Linked DNA regions of Mus musculus: region 1 is linked to region 2. The links are chromatin contacts, called in public promoter capture Hi-C maps. All regions are on one chromosome and are shown on one strand. Each heading gives the region's core, a stretch centred on a gene start, on an enhancer-like site or on the middle of the called end of the contact. The rest is flanking DNA. Distances are from core to core; before and after follow the strand shown. Region 1 overlaps Hivep2 (human immunodeficiency virus type I enhancer binding protein 2). Region 2 overlaps Aig1 (androgen-induced 1).

Region 1 (7,608 bases), core at 1,989-4,488, 280 kb before region 2:
AGCCATGCCTGTGGCAACTGGAACACAAGAAAGGGCTACAGCATGAAAGAGAGAGTGGGCTAGGCAGCAAGACAGGTGGGATGGCTCGGCTCCGTGGTGCAGACCTACCTTACCGTGTTGCTTTTTGGCTGGGAAAACCATTATCTCAGGGGGAAAAAAGTTAATCTCGGGAAATTAACCCTCACGTAGGTGGCAGCAAATGTTAAGGGACCATTACTAGATTATCACATCCTAAGTAGTAAAATGCCAGCAGGCAACAAGCTCACCCTCTTTTCTTCTACAATTTCACTAATAAGACATTGTTAAACTCAACACGGCTTCTTAGCTGTGGTTTGCCGTTCTTATTGGTTTGCAGGATTATGTGGCCCTGTACTTATAGGCACAGAAAGCACACAGACTTTCCTGTTGCCAAGGATCATTAATCAAATATTTTAAGAAACAAATGAGCTCAGGCATGGTGTTCCTCAGCTGTAATTCTGACACTGGGGAGGAAGAGGGGAAGGTCAGCAGTTCAAGGTCATCCTTAGCTTCTTAGGACAGCCTGGGCTACAAGAGGTCCTGTCTAGAGCGGAGACCACTCGCACGCGCGCGCGTGCGCACACACACACACACACACACACACACACACACGTGCGCACGCGCACACACACACACACACACACACACACACACACACACACACGATCACGACTGGTAAATGTAGGTATCACCACTACCACTATGATACAACTGATGAGCTACTGCTCAGAAAGAAAGGTCAGAAGGTACCAGGAGGTAAGGAACCTCTCAAAACTTGAGACCAGTGCCAATGTTCAGATGAACACTGATTTCCTGGAGATCATTTTGGAAAGGTCCTTTCCTTAAAGATGAATTATGCAAAAAAAAAAGAAAAAAAAAGCTCCTCTTAGTAAAAATCTCCATAAAATCTTTATTTTTTTCCTAAAATGACTGAGTTGCCAATAGGAGGAGAGAACTGTGTATCTTCTGGGACCCTGCCAGACAACTTGAGAGAACTTCTGGGAAAACCAAATCACGGATGGCAGTCCCGTACTTTGACCTGTTTGCAGTCTACCTTGACATGTGAGAGTGCCGAGAAAATGGAGACGTGTTTTCCCAAGTGGGTAGCCATGCAGATGTAGTCAAGGCACATGACCTATTTTGATTCTAGCATGGCACTTTTAATATCTGATCATAAAATTTTTAGAGCCTCAGACAGTTGTTTCCAGGGACCTCTTTCCCCAATCGCATTGCAAAAGCTATTTTTATAAGGGTTGGGATTACTAAGAACTTTATATGGGGATAAACTATGCCAGAAAAACATGTACTCTCAAAGGAGACTCTCCCCATTGAAAAAGTTACAGTTAAAGTGGGCCTAGCATAGAAATCAAAAGAAACAAATGTCGTACAAGGTATTTCTCTCTAAATGGAGCACACCTGTCAGGCTGAGGGTGTTTATATATGCATTCACTGTAGAGCCAAACTGCTTTTCCAAACACACATGAAATCAATAGGAGAGAATAATGAACTTTAGTTATTAACCTGTTATCCTCATATCAATAAACTACATCACAATGTTTTTGCTTCCCAACTCTCTTCACTGAAGTTCACAGACAAATTCTGAGAACCTGAAGGATGAACAAGAACATTCAAGCTGTTGGTGCTGACAGTTAACTTAATGGGCATGCTGTGTGTCTTCACCCACAGAAACTGCCAGCTCTCAAAAACTAAAATTTGGGATTGTATCACTCAAAAAGCATTACTTTAATTTAAAAATTTTCTCGCTAAAGGGAACTGCAACCCTATAGGTGGAACAACAATATGAACTAACCAGTACCCCGGAGTTCTTGCATATGTATCAAAAGATGGCCTAGTCGGCCATCACTGCAAAGAGAGGTCCATTGGACTTGCAAACTTTATATGCCCCAGTACAGGGGAACGCCAGGGCCAAAAAGGGGGAGTGGGTGGGTAGGGGATTGTGGGGGTGGGTATGGGGGACTTTTGGGATAGCATTGGAAATGTAAACGAGGAAAATACCTAATTAAAAAAAATGTTACAAAAAATTTCTCTTTTAACATAATGCAAATCTTTGAATAAATATTTTCATTAAAAGAGAATTTCTTGTAACAGAGTAGAAGCAATTTAAAACACAATGCTATAGTTACAACTAGATGTACTGTGGCTAAGGAGATAGTTCAGTTGATAATGTGCTTGCTTGGTAAGCCTGAGGACATGAGTTTGATCCCCAGCCAGGGCTAGGCAGATTCCAGGGTTCACTAGCTAGCTAGTGTAGCATACTCAGTGAGTTCCGAGCCAGGGAGAGACTGTCTCAAAAACTAAAGTGGACAGTGTGCCTAAGGAAGGACACCCAAAGTCTGCCTCCATGTGCATGTGTGTGCAACTGCACACATATGTGCACTGTGGGCACAAAATCAAATCAAATGCACCAAGCATGGAAGCTGTGGCCCTGCAGTTCAAGCTGCCATTCTGTCTCCTGGTCTCAGAGGTTCCCCACGAAGCTTCTATAGAGAGTCATCATCAGGTAACTTCATACGCTCAGACAACCTCATAAAAATTCCTTTTCAGCTGCTACATTCTGTGCTAAAATTAATTTCTGAACTATGAATCCAAAACCAAAAAAAGAGAAAAAACTAGAGCTCCTTCATAGATACTAGTAAGTAATAAAGAAAAGAACTTTATTATACTATGAATTAATATTTATCTAAATCTAGTATAAAGAAATTCAAGGAAGATCACATTACTTAACCCAAGTATACCATCTGAGATTTTTTTGACTCTATGCATAAAAGGTTAACAAAAAAATAATATTATACATCTTGGTGTGGTATTGCCTACCTGCAATCCCAGAACTCAGGAAGCTGAGGGCAGAAGATAAGCAAATTCTAAGTCAATCTGGGCTACACAGGACATCAGAATACTAAAAAAAAAAAAAAAAAAAAAAAAATGACTGCCATGCCCACAGATGGACACTGTATATTTATTAATTAAGACTGCAACAGCACCTTGGTCTATAGTGTGGCAAGATGATCCCAAAACTTTTGCCAAAGAACTAAAGAACCACAACCCGACAGTGAAAAGGTGCCATGTCCTGGGACCACCTCTTACAAAGACTTCGAGGGTTCTCACCCCTCCTCCCTTCCCCTCATCACCTTACTGCACCCCTGAAGTAGGACTTTGGGACACCCTATGCACTTTAAGATATGACTCATTACAAGCAAGCAGGCCCAGTTGGTTCCTCTAAAGACACAAAAGGCACAAAAAATAGCTTCTGCGATTGAGGCAGAAGCCACGTCAGCAAGCAGATGAATGTGGGTGGCCAGATAAGATTCTACCGCAGCCAAGAGCAAATTATTAAGCAAATGCTGGATTTATTTTCTGTTTTAAACTTGGTTCTTCTTGCCTCAAATCAACCACTGTGAACACTCAAAATGACAGCTGTCAAGCTCCTCTCTAACCTGGAAATGTCATCAAAGACAAGGACCATGGCTGCTTCCCATTAGAGGAAGAGAAAGAATGTCTGAAAGCCAAAAATGAAAGAAAAGAAAATACCACCATACTCAAATAGCATCTCTTAGAAGAAGAAGGAGGAGGAGGAGGAGGAGGAGGAGGAGGAGGAGGAGGAGGAGGAGGAGGAGGAGGAGGAGGAGGAGGAGAATCATATTCAAAAGAAGCCTGGTCACACAGCCTCAGAAAGGGGGAAAAACAAAGCAAAAACATTTTCTCTTGTATGTGGAATATGAGAGAAATATCATGTATAAAATAATATATGTATACATGTGAGTATATACACATGTGGGTACAGTATCACATGAAGAACAGAAAACAACAAAGGCTAACATATGAGATTGAGGAGGGAACTGAATCCAGATAATGAGTGTGAGTTTTAGAAGAGGCTGTAAGGTTAATTGTTTTTCTAGTTCTAAGTCCATTCTGGATTTTTGGGCAGAGGGCTTGGGTGGTGCATAAGATATTATTGCTATCAAAAGTGTAAAATTTAATGTGAAGCTGCACAGCTTCTATTCCGAATGCCTATTCTAATTGTACAAAATTCTACTGAGTTGCAAAGACTGCGGGTTTGGTTAATTGTGGGATGTGATTTTTTTTTTATTTACTTGAAATTTCGTTTTCCTTACAAATAAAGATTTGTCTGCTCATTTTCAAAGAGTGAAAATAAAGTCCCTTTGTAATAGGAACTTATACTAAAGTCAAACAAACAAAACCCATGTCATCTCTCAGCATAAAAGGAGAACAAATCATTGAACTCTTTTGCATTCGCATCATCTAAGACATAAATGGAGCCAAGATGCCATAGATAACTGAAAGTTTTAGGCAACAACTCTGTGCAGTTTCCGTAACTGGGTATCTAACAGTCACCACAGGAAGAGGTAAGAAAGACAGAGAGAGCTCAGCTCTCAGTAGATCAGCACAAATTCCAATTCACTATTACTGCCAGCCACCTCCACTGACCAGGCATCCCCTGTGAATGGCTGACAAGCTGAGACCAGGGAAATGCCCTTAGTTCTGGCTGTACAAGGGTTACCGGAAATGGGACATACTTTTCTCAGACCACGTTCTTATCTCTGAAGTTTCAGATTACTGCTCCCTTTTCACCACTTCACACAAAGAAGAAGAAAGTAGACCCAACAGATGTATAATTCTGTGACTTAACCTGAATTATTGCAAGTTTGGTTTTCTCTTGGAAATCAACAAACCTTAGTGACATTGTTATGCTCTGACCTTGTAGAACATTACTGTGATGTTAACGCAGAGATTCCAATGATATTAAGATGAATATCACAGAATTGATTGGAGTGAGTTTGCCCAGACAGGCAATCACTTATAGTCCTGCAAGCTAGGCAATTATTTTCATTATTAAAATGAAGACATAGTCAAACTCTCTTGGAAAATTAATTTTCCCATTAATTTTAAGTGATCTTTTAAAGCTTGGCTTCTCCATCAAAATAAAAGAAAAATATTTCCCCAAACTGCTGGTTTCTTGATTTCATTTCCTAGAAATGAATATGTGGTACATTGTTTTTTACAACGTACCACTTTAAAAAAAAAAAACAACTTTACTTTTAGGTTATTAGATTTGTATGAAAATCACCAGGTGACAAAAATCACATTTAATAAATACTAAGTTTGCCATAAAGGTTGCTGATGAATGTTGTTTTAAAAAGTCTCCGGGTTGCAGAAACCCAGTGAACACACAAGGCTAGTGAGTCACATGGATCTTGGAGGGGAACCTACAACCACCACTTCCCTGAGGCAACATAGCCTTTAACTACCTTCTAAATATTTCTCATTATGCCCACAGATAAGTATGTGTCCTCATTTGTGACCAAGGAAACTTGTCTTTGAAACAGATGGAGACCATTACAGAAAACTACAGTCCATGCAAATGCAGACTTGTGGAAGGGATGCATCTAGAGAACAACGGCCACATCTAAGGCTCAGGCAACATCGTGGAAGAGGGGCAGAAAGAATTAAGAGCCAGAGGATCAGAGAATTTGCTGGGAGATTGTGTCTCCTAGTAATGTCAGAAACTACGCCATAAAGTCTCACCAACGTGACTACCTAAACATGAGCTAAACAAAGACAGCAACGATGTCAAAATAGACAGGGAAACCCCACAAGGCTTCAACCTTATGTAAAGAAGTACAGGCAACTAGGGAGCGCTGAGACAGGAAAAAAAAAAAATCAAACAGTCTTTCCAAGGGAAGAGCTTGCCCACTAGTTATCCAATACCAAAAGGTCGTCTCTGAAAACATACATATTTTTAATATTATACAGACTAAGCAGGTTAGATTTAGGAATACATATACACTTATGCATGTAAGAAAAATAAAATGCAAAAATAAGGCCATGCATTTGAAAGAGAGTAAGGCTTGGTAACTGATAGTGTTTGGAGGAGTGGGGAAGGGGAGGGCAAAATGTTGTGATTACATTATAGCCTTGAAAACAAAAACAGAAAACCATCTCAGGCTCCTCTGAACTTAGACTCCTTAGCAGGAGGTAAGTATGGTTTCTTTAACTGGGTACAGGCTGGCTGCTCTGTCACTAGCAGGCTTCTCGCTCTTTAGTTAATATTGAGAGTATTTTCCAAACATTCATCTCCAATGTGTAATTGAAACTTAGAAAGCCCAAGTATCCCTGCTTCTATCTAAGTGGTTTGTTGGCCTTTCTTGTCTTGGAAGAAAACAGTTCTTCAGATCAGATATTTACTTGTGGATTGTAATATATTATTTTCATTAAATTAGCCAAGAAAAAGAGTATACTCATAAAAGACAGATATTTGAAGAACCCCATTGTTTATAGGACTGGTTGCCATCAATCTCTACTCTTCCTGAGTTATTCTAAAAAAATTAATTTAATGAGACTTCAGTGAATTTTGCAAAAGGCTAATATTTCCCCAACAAACCTCTCAGGCACTATAAGAGCCTCCAACGATCTTAATTTTTCTTTCAGGTTAAAAATATATGCTAAATCATAGTTTTAAGAAAAGACTCAGACAAACCTGCCAGCCTTAAGATAAGAACTCTCCAAAATAAAGTCAGCCTTCACTTGAATAAACCCTGTGATGACTGGACCAGTAGAACATTGCCAGAGACAGGACTCCTGCATCTCTCAGTAAAAGGGCCTCTCTAACAGAAGGATCGATCCTCCTCAGCTACAGGGGGAACTGTAGTTGAGTTTTGAGAACTGAAGATTTGGAAGTAGCATGGAAAGATGAGAGAAGGGCACAGATACCGATGTGCAAGATGTGTCCCATCAATCTCACAAGCTTTACTTAGACACATCTTTCTCCTAGCGGAAAAAAAAAAAAGGACTCTCCTAGCTAACTCATTGTTCACCTTCAAAGTGTCAAGAGTGCTAGTGTTAAGTGTCAAGTGGTTGTGAGATACTAGGGAAGATCTTCATGTGCTGGAAACATACACATGCACACACACACACACAGATGCACACAAACCCATGAATATACACATCACGCACTCGCATATACACATAAACACATCCATACACAGAAGCACACACATGACCACTGACACATAAACACATGTGCCCACACCTACACCACAACACACTCATGCACACATAATAACACACACACAAACTCATACGGCAAACACACACACCACACAAATGCACCTTGCACAACATACACACCTAAGTTCATGCACATGGAAATAACAGCACACACATGAGGACACACACGAACTCATGAAGTACACACACCACACATATACCACACATGCATGCACACACCAGCACACAAAGTCAAATAATGTACATGAGAAGAGCGACTCTTCCCGAGTTATCCTAAAAGGAGGTTTGACAAGCAAACTCCAAGTGCTTGTTCTGCCATTTTGCATAGGGCCTGGTTCTACTACAATTGCCCATTTTCATGAAAGTGTCACAAAGTATTCCACACATCGGTATGGAATTGATAAATTATTATCAATCAAACAAACTTAGGGGTTGGTGATGCTATTCATGGCAGAATGTGCAGGAGCCTAGTTTTGATCCAAGGAAGGAAAGGAGGAAGGGAGGGAGGGAGGGAGGGAGGGAGGGAGGGAGGGAGGGAGGTGG
Region 2 (7,702 bases), core at 4,839-7,338:
TTCCTTCCCATTCCTGTCCCTTGCTTTACTCTGCCTCTTCCTTCCCATTCCTGTCCCTTGCTTTACTCTGCCCCCCCCCCCCGCTCCTTGTTTTGCTTTTCCCAGAGTAGGCTGAGCCTTATTTCTCACTCTCCTCATGTCATTTGTCAAGTCTCAGCTTAGATAGGACATGTTGTAGGGGAAACATGTTCTCATCCACTACCTCCATTACTATGTACCATACTGTAATGTGTTATATACATCGGCCTCACTGTCAACTCAGCGAAGGCAAGGGACATATTTGTATCATCCTATGGTGTTTTTATAAGTAGGGACCGTGGCAGGCTCTGTGGATGCAAAGATGAAGGACTTTTGTCTCAGCCCACAAAGCTCTCACAATGTGAAAAATGAAACGAACAGCAGCAGGTGTTATCATGCCATTTGATGAGTTCTGTATGACAGGTGTTTTCAAGAAGTGGTAAGAGGAGCACCTTCGGGGTCAAGTGAGTTCTCCTGAAGTGTGTTCTGGCATCCCTAGAGAAACGGCGCGTAGAGGATAATCCTGAGAGTGACGATCACCTCCAGAAATAGCCCTGGCAGCCCTTCAGTCAGTTTGCCAGCTCATCTCCAGAGAATGTTCATTGGCTCTTCAGATGCAGAGAACTGCATGGGAATTAAGTTTTAACAAACAGTAGCTCAGCATGTAGATAAATAACACGTGGTTAATGGAAAAAAATAGCACAAAGGTGCATTTTCAGGGTACTTAGTTGAGATTTGAAAGAGTAAATATTTTGTCCTGTGTGCTTCGGGACTCTCTGACAAAGTCCTGTGTGTAGTGTCCAAATATGGTGACTTTGTCTGAAAGTACAATTGTAAAGCACAATTTGCCTTGTATGATTTCAGTCTGATATCTTTTAAATATGATGGATTCCATAAAAAAATCCTGTGAAATGAGACCTTTATTACTGCTTCCCTCTGAGCACCCTTTGTGGCAGACAGCTGTTCTAGCAATTCCTATGTATTCTACCCAATTAGCAGGATGGTGGACACAACCTTCTATAGATAGCAATTAGGTGATATTGTAGCAGTCAGAGAGGGCTTGTCCAGATCAAGGAATTCCACTTTATTACATGGCTGTCTATGGTAGTAGACCATGAATGAGCATCAGAGTGTTTGGCAGAGTCTCTAGAATTCATGTCAAATTGGCCACTCATGCATCTGAGGAGAAAGGGTATAATTTCTTTTTTTAACCCCTGTTTTCATTTTTGAAGAAGAAATGATTGGCAGCCACCACGTTCTGAGCTACGTTCGTTATATTTATTGGTTCCGTCACTGTTGTTTTTGAGGGAGTAGATAGTAGCCTCTGCCCCACTCTGAGTTATCTTTGTGCTGTGTGTTGAAATGGTTCCCGGGCTGATGTCAGCATTAAATGGGAGCCTGGATTCCAGGTGTTTCCCAATGTGAGCGCTCACGTCTTCGTGGGAAGTTCATGCAGTAAATGTTGTATGGCTGTTTTCCAGAAGACAAAGCAGAAGCTGAGAGAGTGAGAAGTACTTTCTGAAAGGCAGCAGGCTATCTCCTCTAGTCAGGTGCCCTGGACATCAAAACATAATAATGAGTATCACACAACCATCCTCACAAGGCTCTGTAACCTAGGACAGACAGACAAGAAACAAAAACAAAACAACAGTAATAATATTAATAAAAGTCATGACAAACCTACAAAATTATACATTCCTAAATCCAAGGGTGGAGAATATGTGGCATAAATCCTTGGTACCTGGTAATGTTAGCTGTGTTTTATCAAGGACCAAAATTCAAGAACACATGCCAAGCTGAAGTAAAATTTAACATAGTATACAAAATTTTCCATCAACTTATTGTCTCCCCCAGGAATAATTGACATGTAATATAGATCTTGGTATGGGTTCAGTTGTAAAATTTAGTGTGTTTTTAAATTTCTCTTCTTTAGCAATTATTGTTTTGTTTTGTTTTCTAGCGAGGAAATGATTGCTAGCTGTCCAAATTAATGGAACTCACCAGTCAGCGTAGATCCTACAGTTTGTTTTCTGAGGCCTTAGCTTCTTACCCCTATTTCTTATTGAGTTTAAAATTTTAAATTGCACTTTATTTTTTGATTTGTGGCTCTTGGATTATTTTTTCTTAAAAATTTCCAGATAGATGCTTCTAGAGGAGGTACTGTGTACTGTATTAATGCCTGGTGGAATTTCTCCAGGGGACGTTGGCTTCGTTTCTTCCTTTTATCCAGAGCGATTGCAGTGTAACCAGTGTTGTGATGTAACTGTATCTTATATTGGTATATTCAACCTTTTAAAAATATAGTTTTGTTCATGTACAGATTTGGCTAGTGAGTGTTCTCTTTTAGTGTTTACACATATACATTATATGTTTATGAGAACAAAGCAAATACAGAAGGTATCACTTTAGTCAAAAAGATGTCTGAGCCAAGAAATTTCCGCTTATATTTCTAGTTATTCGAAACAATCAGTCCATAGTCATTATTTTATAAACATATGATGCTTTTATACCTATTTAGTAGAATTTTCAAATCTATAATCTTTTTTAAAACTTCCTTTCCTAGTCCTGGGAACCTAAGGCCGTGTTTATGGTAGGCCAGCCCTCTACCACTGGGGTATATCCTTAGCCTTTTAAAAGATTTTTCTTACTGATGTTTGTTTTTTATTTTTTCACATGGGGTTTCTCTGTGTAGCCTTGGCTGTCCTGGAACTCAAGCTGTAGACCAGACTAGCCTCAAACTAAGAGTTCCACCTACCTCTGCCTCCTGAGTGGTGGGATTAACGGTATGCACCACCACCAACCAGCAGGTCTTTCCAAAAGTTTTTCATTTCGATCTGGGAATTGCCAAGGCAGGCCTAAAACTGTCTATCTCGTTGCGACAGCTCCTGAGTGACTGACTGGGAACAGGCATTTTGATTCTGATGTATTCTCTTTCTCTCTTTCTTTTGCCCAGTGTATATGAGAACATAATTAATATGTGAGATTTATTCTACAATCTTTCTTTGGGACCTATTTGCTATAGCCACACTTGGATCTTTTCAATGTAAATAGCCTGAATTTATTCTGGGGCTATGGGCTCCCATCTCCCAGATGTTCACACCTCCCAATACCCGCCTCTCCTGCTTCTCATTGGGCTTCAGGCTTTTCTCTGACCGTCTGAGCTACATGATCTATCTCTAATTATTCATTTGACACCTCTGTACCCCAGTGACCTTGCACTGCAAAGCACCATAGTCCATCAGTCTCATACTGTCCCAAACGGAAATGACCCTGGGCCCACATACATCCTCTTAATCTAAAAGCACATACTAATGCCTTTATAAGTAAGTGCCTATATAAAAAAGGTACTTACTTTTTCCTTTAAAAGCAGGTCATGATAAAGGAGAGAGGCATGCCTGTAGTTCCCTTGTTCCATGCCATCTCCTAGTTGGTGTTCTGTGAGGCATGCAGAAGGCTGTTCATAAGGGTGTGTGGCTCCAACTTGACGAAATTTGTCCTTGTTTCCCAAAGGTATAGAACAAAAATAAACACTTGTTTGCATTCCTCATACAAACGAGAACTCTCACATTCTCTTTTTTTCTGTCACTATGAAATTATGAAGTATCTTAGGTATTTTTAATGTATCTAAGATCCATGCTGCCATTTCACTTGGATGGTAGTGGGATTCTTGTAGCACTAGTCATATACTTTCTCAAACTGAAAGGACCTAGAGCCCACATAAATCTACTTAATCTAAAGGCATATATTCTGTAGTTAATAAATAACTACACAACAAAAATTGTGTAATAATAAATAACAAAAAGCAAACTTGAAAATATGATTCAACTACTTGTGGGAGTTTACCACGTACACTGGCAAACTCCAAGGTGTTCTATTTGAAGGTCAGTATAATGTGGAAGTCGCCAATTGGAGCAGATAATGTCTGAGAAGGGGCAAAACCTTATAAAACTTATCTTGAAACATTTGCCTAGGAGGTCCTATTTCCCATGATAAAGATCAGTATTTAGAGACAGTTTTGCCTTCATCTACACCTGAATTATATAGACAGAATGTTGGAAAGAGCATGTCATAGATTTAAAATACTTACAAGAGACATTTCTGAGGTTAGGGGTTCTTAGCTAATTGGCTTTATTCATGCAATTTCGCATTCACTTTCTGTTGCCGTGTACACGTCCCACACAGGTTCTGGGTTGTTGTCTGATTTTAGGTCACATATCAGTTAAGATCCCATCTGATCCTGACTCGGGTCAAGAGCATCTTTGATTTAGGTTTTAGATTCTGTAGCCCTTTAATGATGTCATCCGGTGCTGAAGCCATCTGTGAGATAAATTGTCTTGATAAGTAAAAACTTGGAATGTATTTTATGGTATTAGAAGATTTAATTCACTTTTACAAACATTTCTACTCCTAAATGCATCCTCCCTTCCCCTGCATAATGACTCCCTGCTATTAATGTGCTGAAACTACACATCATATATTTGGCAAATACAGACACTAGTATGTTGGAGGTTAGGCCTGTCTGGACATATTCTAGACAGCAAATGCACAACCATTTAACAGCCTGCATTTCCTCACTTACAGTTTACTTAGAGTTTGTAGCTAGTGGTTAATCAATAAATACTTGTTTAAGCGATCAATAGTGGTTTTAATTCCAGGTTAACAAGGATCCCTGCTGCACTAACAGTTTATATGAACTCTATAAACGTCTCCACTTTTTGAGTAGTTCGTGGTGTCAGAGTAGGACCCTCCCAGTAGCTGTGGACATGGAGGCGGAACACTGGCAGGTTGGGCACTTCCTATCATCATTTGCTCCAGAGAAGGGAGTCCGTGGAAAGTTGGCTGCTGTCCCCTTACTGAGTTTTTATGCAGTGTGGTTTGACTGTACCCTTGCCTGTGGGGAACATATGTCAATACCTTCTCTAGGTAACTGTCCACCTTGTACTTAAATATTGTTACGATTTTCCTTGACAAGTCTTGTCTTCCCATGCTGCTTATCATAGCATATTATTTCTGACTGAAAGGATTATCATTCTTTTGTTATGGCCAAATGTATCTCTTGCTAGTGCTGACTTATGGCTCGTTCCATAGATTTCCAGTAATGAGACGGAGTGCTATGAGGTAAACATCTGCGCACATGAGCGGGGGGGTTTTAAATCACAGCCTGCAAACCACGGAGCTTCGTGGTGCAGTTAGTCCATCTCCTCAGAAATGCCTGTGGTAAAGGCTTCTTGAAAATGGCCAGGCTCCAAGCAGGTCACTTAGGTGACACTTTCAGTCATTTGCGTGATAGGTCCATGTTGGCTTGGTGAGGCTGACCTCCACGGGTCAGGGAGGACAATTCACCAGCCGGGGAATTGATGGACATAGTCTCAGCGGGAGGGAGCATGAAATACTTTTAAACACATTGATGACTTTGCAGTGTAGCATTTAAACATGTAACCGGTCATGGATCCCCCAGTCACGGATGACCGCCCACTTTGTGACTGTGCAATGGCTATAAGATGTTCAGACGTGCCTGGGGGGAAGACCGTGAAAACAAACGCACGGCAGATCTCTGCGGAGCTCTCCTGTCCGGCTCTGCAGTGAGTCGCTTACCTCGTGCTGCTGAGTTACTTTTGGCCTTCGCTCTTGATCCCATGACAGGAGAAGACATGCATTACTAAGGAGTCAGAGAGCTGTGGAAGGGGGGACTTCCTCAAAGAGCTTGTGTTACAGTCCCTCTGGGTGATGGTGTGTCTCTCCTTCCCATGTGTTGCCCAACTCCTTCAGGAAGCTCCCCCCTCCCACACAGACACTGTAGGGGCTGGTTTCCAGTAAGAAGATCACTGCAGCTTTTGGGAACTAAAAACAAAACAGCCATTCCTGCACTGCGAGGCTTCATATGATGGGAGGAAAAAATACAGGAGGGGCCAGAGTTCATACCACTTTCCTGAAGGTTTTATTGACTTTTCTGCAGGGGAGAAATCTCTGTGTCTTCCAGATATATAATTCATTTTATATATGTGTATGTCACACAAACATCTGTCCTATATATGTATATGTCACATATATGTATGTGTCACATATGTGTATATCATATATGTATGTATATGGCACATGTAGTCAGACTATAGGAATAAATAAACAACATACAGTCTACTGTCTTCTCTTCTTTGCATTGTATATATTCTTTGCAATATACATAGATTCATCCAATGCCAGGTTATGCCCTTATAGTCTCTAACTAGAAAATCCCAGGTAGGTTTGGTTTTTTATTTCTTCATCATTTCCGCCTTAATTAATGCTCTTGTCTCACAGAAGCTCCTCCAGGCCTTTATGTATAACACGATAACTCTGGCTGCCTCCTTCCCATCTGTTCTCTCCCCAGTTCCTCGTTCCATGCCCCGTGCCACTTCACTTCCCGTTGCCACCCCACCCTTGAGCTCCCTCCATCGTGTTGCTTCTGTGTACTACGGTAAAAGCTAACTTGAAAATAACAGGGTCTCCAAGACCCACATGGCACTCCTTGCCCCGTCTTTTAGAAGGACAGCACCGCTACTAGTGTAGACAGGAGCCAGGAAACCCTAATAGATCAAATCAAGGCAGCTACACTCTGCTCTCTTAAAATTCTGTAAGTAATGTTTGCATTTCTTACTTCACATGTTGCTTTTATTTTTTTCTCTATTTTGGTGCAGTTTTGTCTCTTACTTGAGTTCAGTTCAGTAGGAATATTTAAAATACTAACCAGTTAATAACATAATTTGATGAATGAACTATAATTTAAAGCAATTTCATTCCATTTAATAAACTGCAGGTATACTGGAGTCAAATAAAATATGTTCTGGACAGAAAGACCGTATCTGTTTAGGAATAGATGCTAGGAGTCTAGGGACTTTCCCCCAATGTACAGAATATGGCAAGCATTTAATACATTCCACAGAAAAAGAAAATGCCACTCAATCTTTATTTCAAATTGATAGTGTGTGAAAATATGCATGGAATATTTATTCTCGTGAAAATGAGCCCTCATTCATAAGTGGATCATTAAGTAAGACATGACTTCCGGATAGGAAGGGGAGGTGGAGAAGCAGTGCAGAAGGACTGTGGAGAATGCACGTTCTAGAGGATCAAACACTCAGTGGCTCCAGAATACCCTGAGATGGTTTTGTTTTCTGATCAATTCTTGGGAGCGACAGGATGCAATGGGCCACTGAGTTTCCATGTGGTGGAAAACAACACAAGCAACCAGCCTGCTAGAAACGCACGGCCAGATGGTGTACATCCAGGTCATGCTGAGCTGACGGGTTGGAAATGCCAGCTCTGCAGAGTGGTTGGAGCCAAATGATTCTTCAAGGTAACCCTGCTTAAGACTCGCATGTGCGTCTCCATGTAAAATTACACTGTAAGCAGTGTGGTGAGTTTCAAGAAGACAGGGTAGTACTTTGAGGCATTAGATGTTCCCCGTGGGATCTGGTAACTGTCCATGGGAATCAAACTCTAGTAAATGTAGTAGAAATCCAAATCGTGTTTCAGTATTGGCCAACTGTTTCTTTAAGCAAATAACCCAAAGTCAACTCACTGGTGAAGGAATGGTGGAATGTTTTAGACATGTTACATCATCTTTTGATGATGAAAGCTAACAACAGACTGTTCCATTCTTTGGTGGGTATTAGGATCCCATGACCTTTATCATCTCAGGCAAGCA

Evidence for each region. Capture Hi-C pulls out chosen DNA fragments and counts their contacts.
Region 1: a promoter capture Hi-C map of adipose tissue shows a contact between it and region 2. The contact joins two enhancer-like sites. A contact is called at or near these places in 2 of 9 other capture datasets (adipose tissue and liver).

The regions. Positions count from the first base shown.
Region 1 is chr10:14,112,846-14,120,453 of GRCm38.p6, reverse strand. All of the region lies in intron 2 of Hivep2 (human immunodeficiency virus type I enhancer binding protein 2), which reads right to left. The region is part of intron 2 of Gm51759 (a long non-coding RNA gene); the gene reads left to right. Among named protein-coding and RNA genes, the nearest start is that of Gm51759, 11 kb to the left of the region's middle. Within about 2 kb of position 3,238, at least 25 of the 459 cell types and tissues checked have an H3K27ac peak or open chromatin away from gene starts, as enhancers often do. A contact at or near this core is called in adipose tissue, where this site is marked.
Region 2 is chr10:13,835,852-13,843,553 of GRCm38.p6, reverse strand. All of the region lies in intron 1 of Aig1 (androgen-induced 1), which reads left to right. Among named protein-coding and RNA genes, the nearest start is that of Aig1, 29 kb to the left of the region's middle. Within about 2 kb of position 6,088, at least 38 of the 459 cell types and tissues checked have an H3K27ac peak or open chromatin away from gene starts, as enhancers often do. A contact at or near this core is called in adipose tissue, where this site is marked.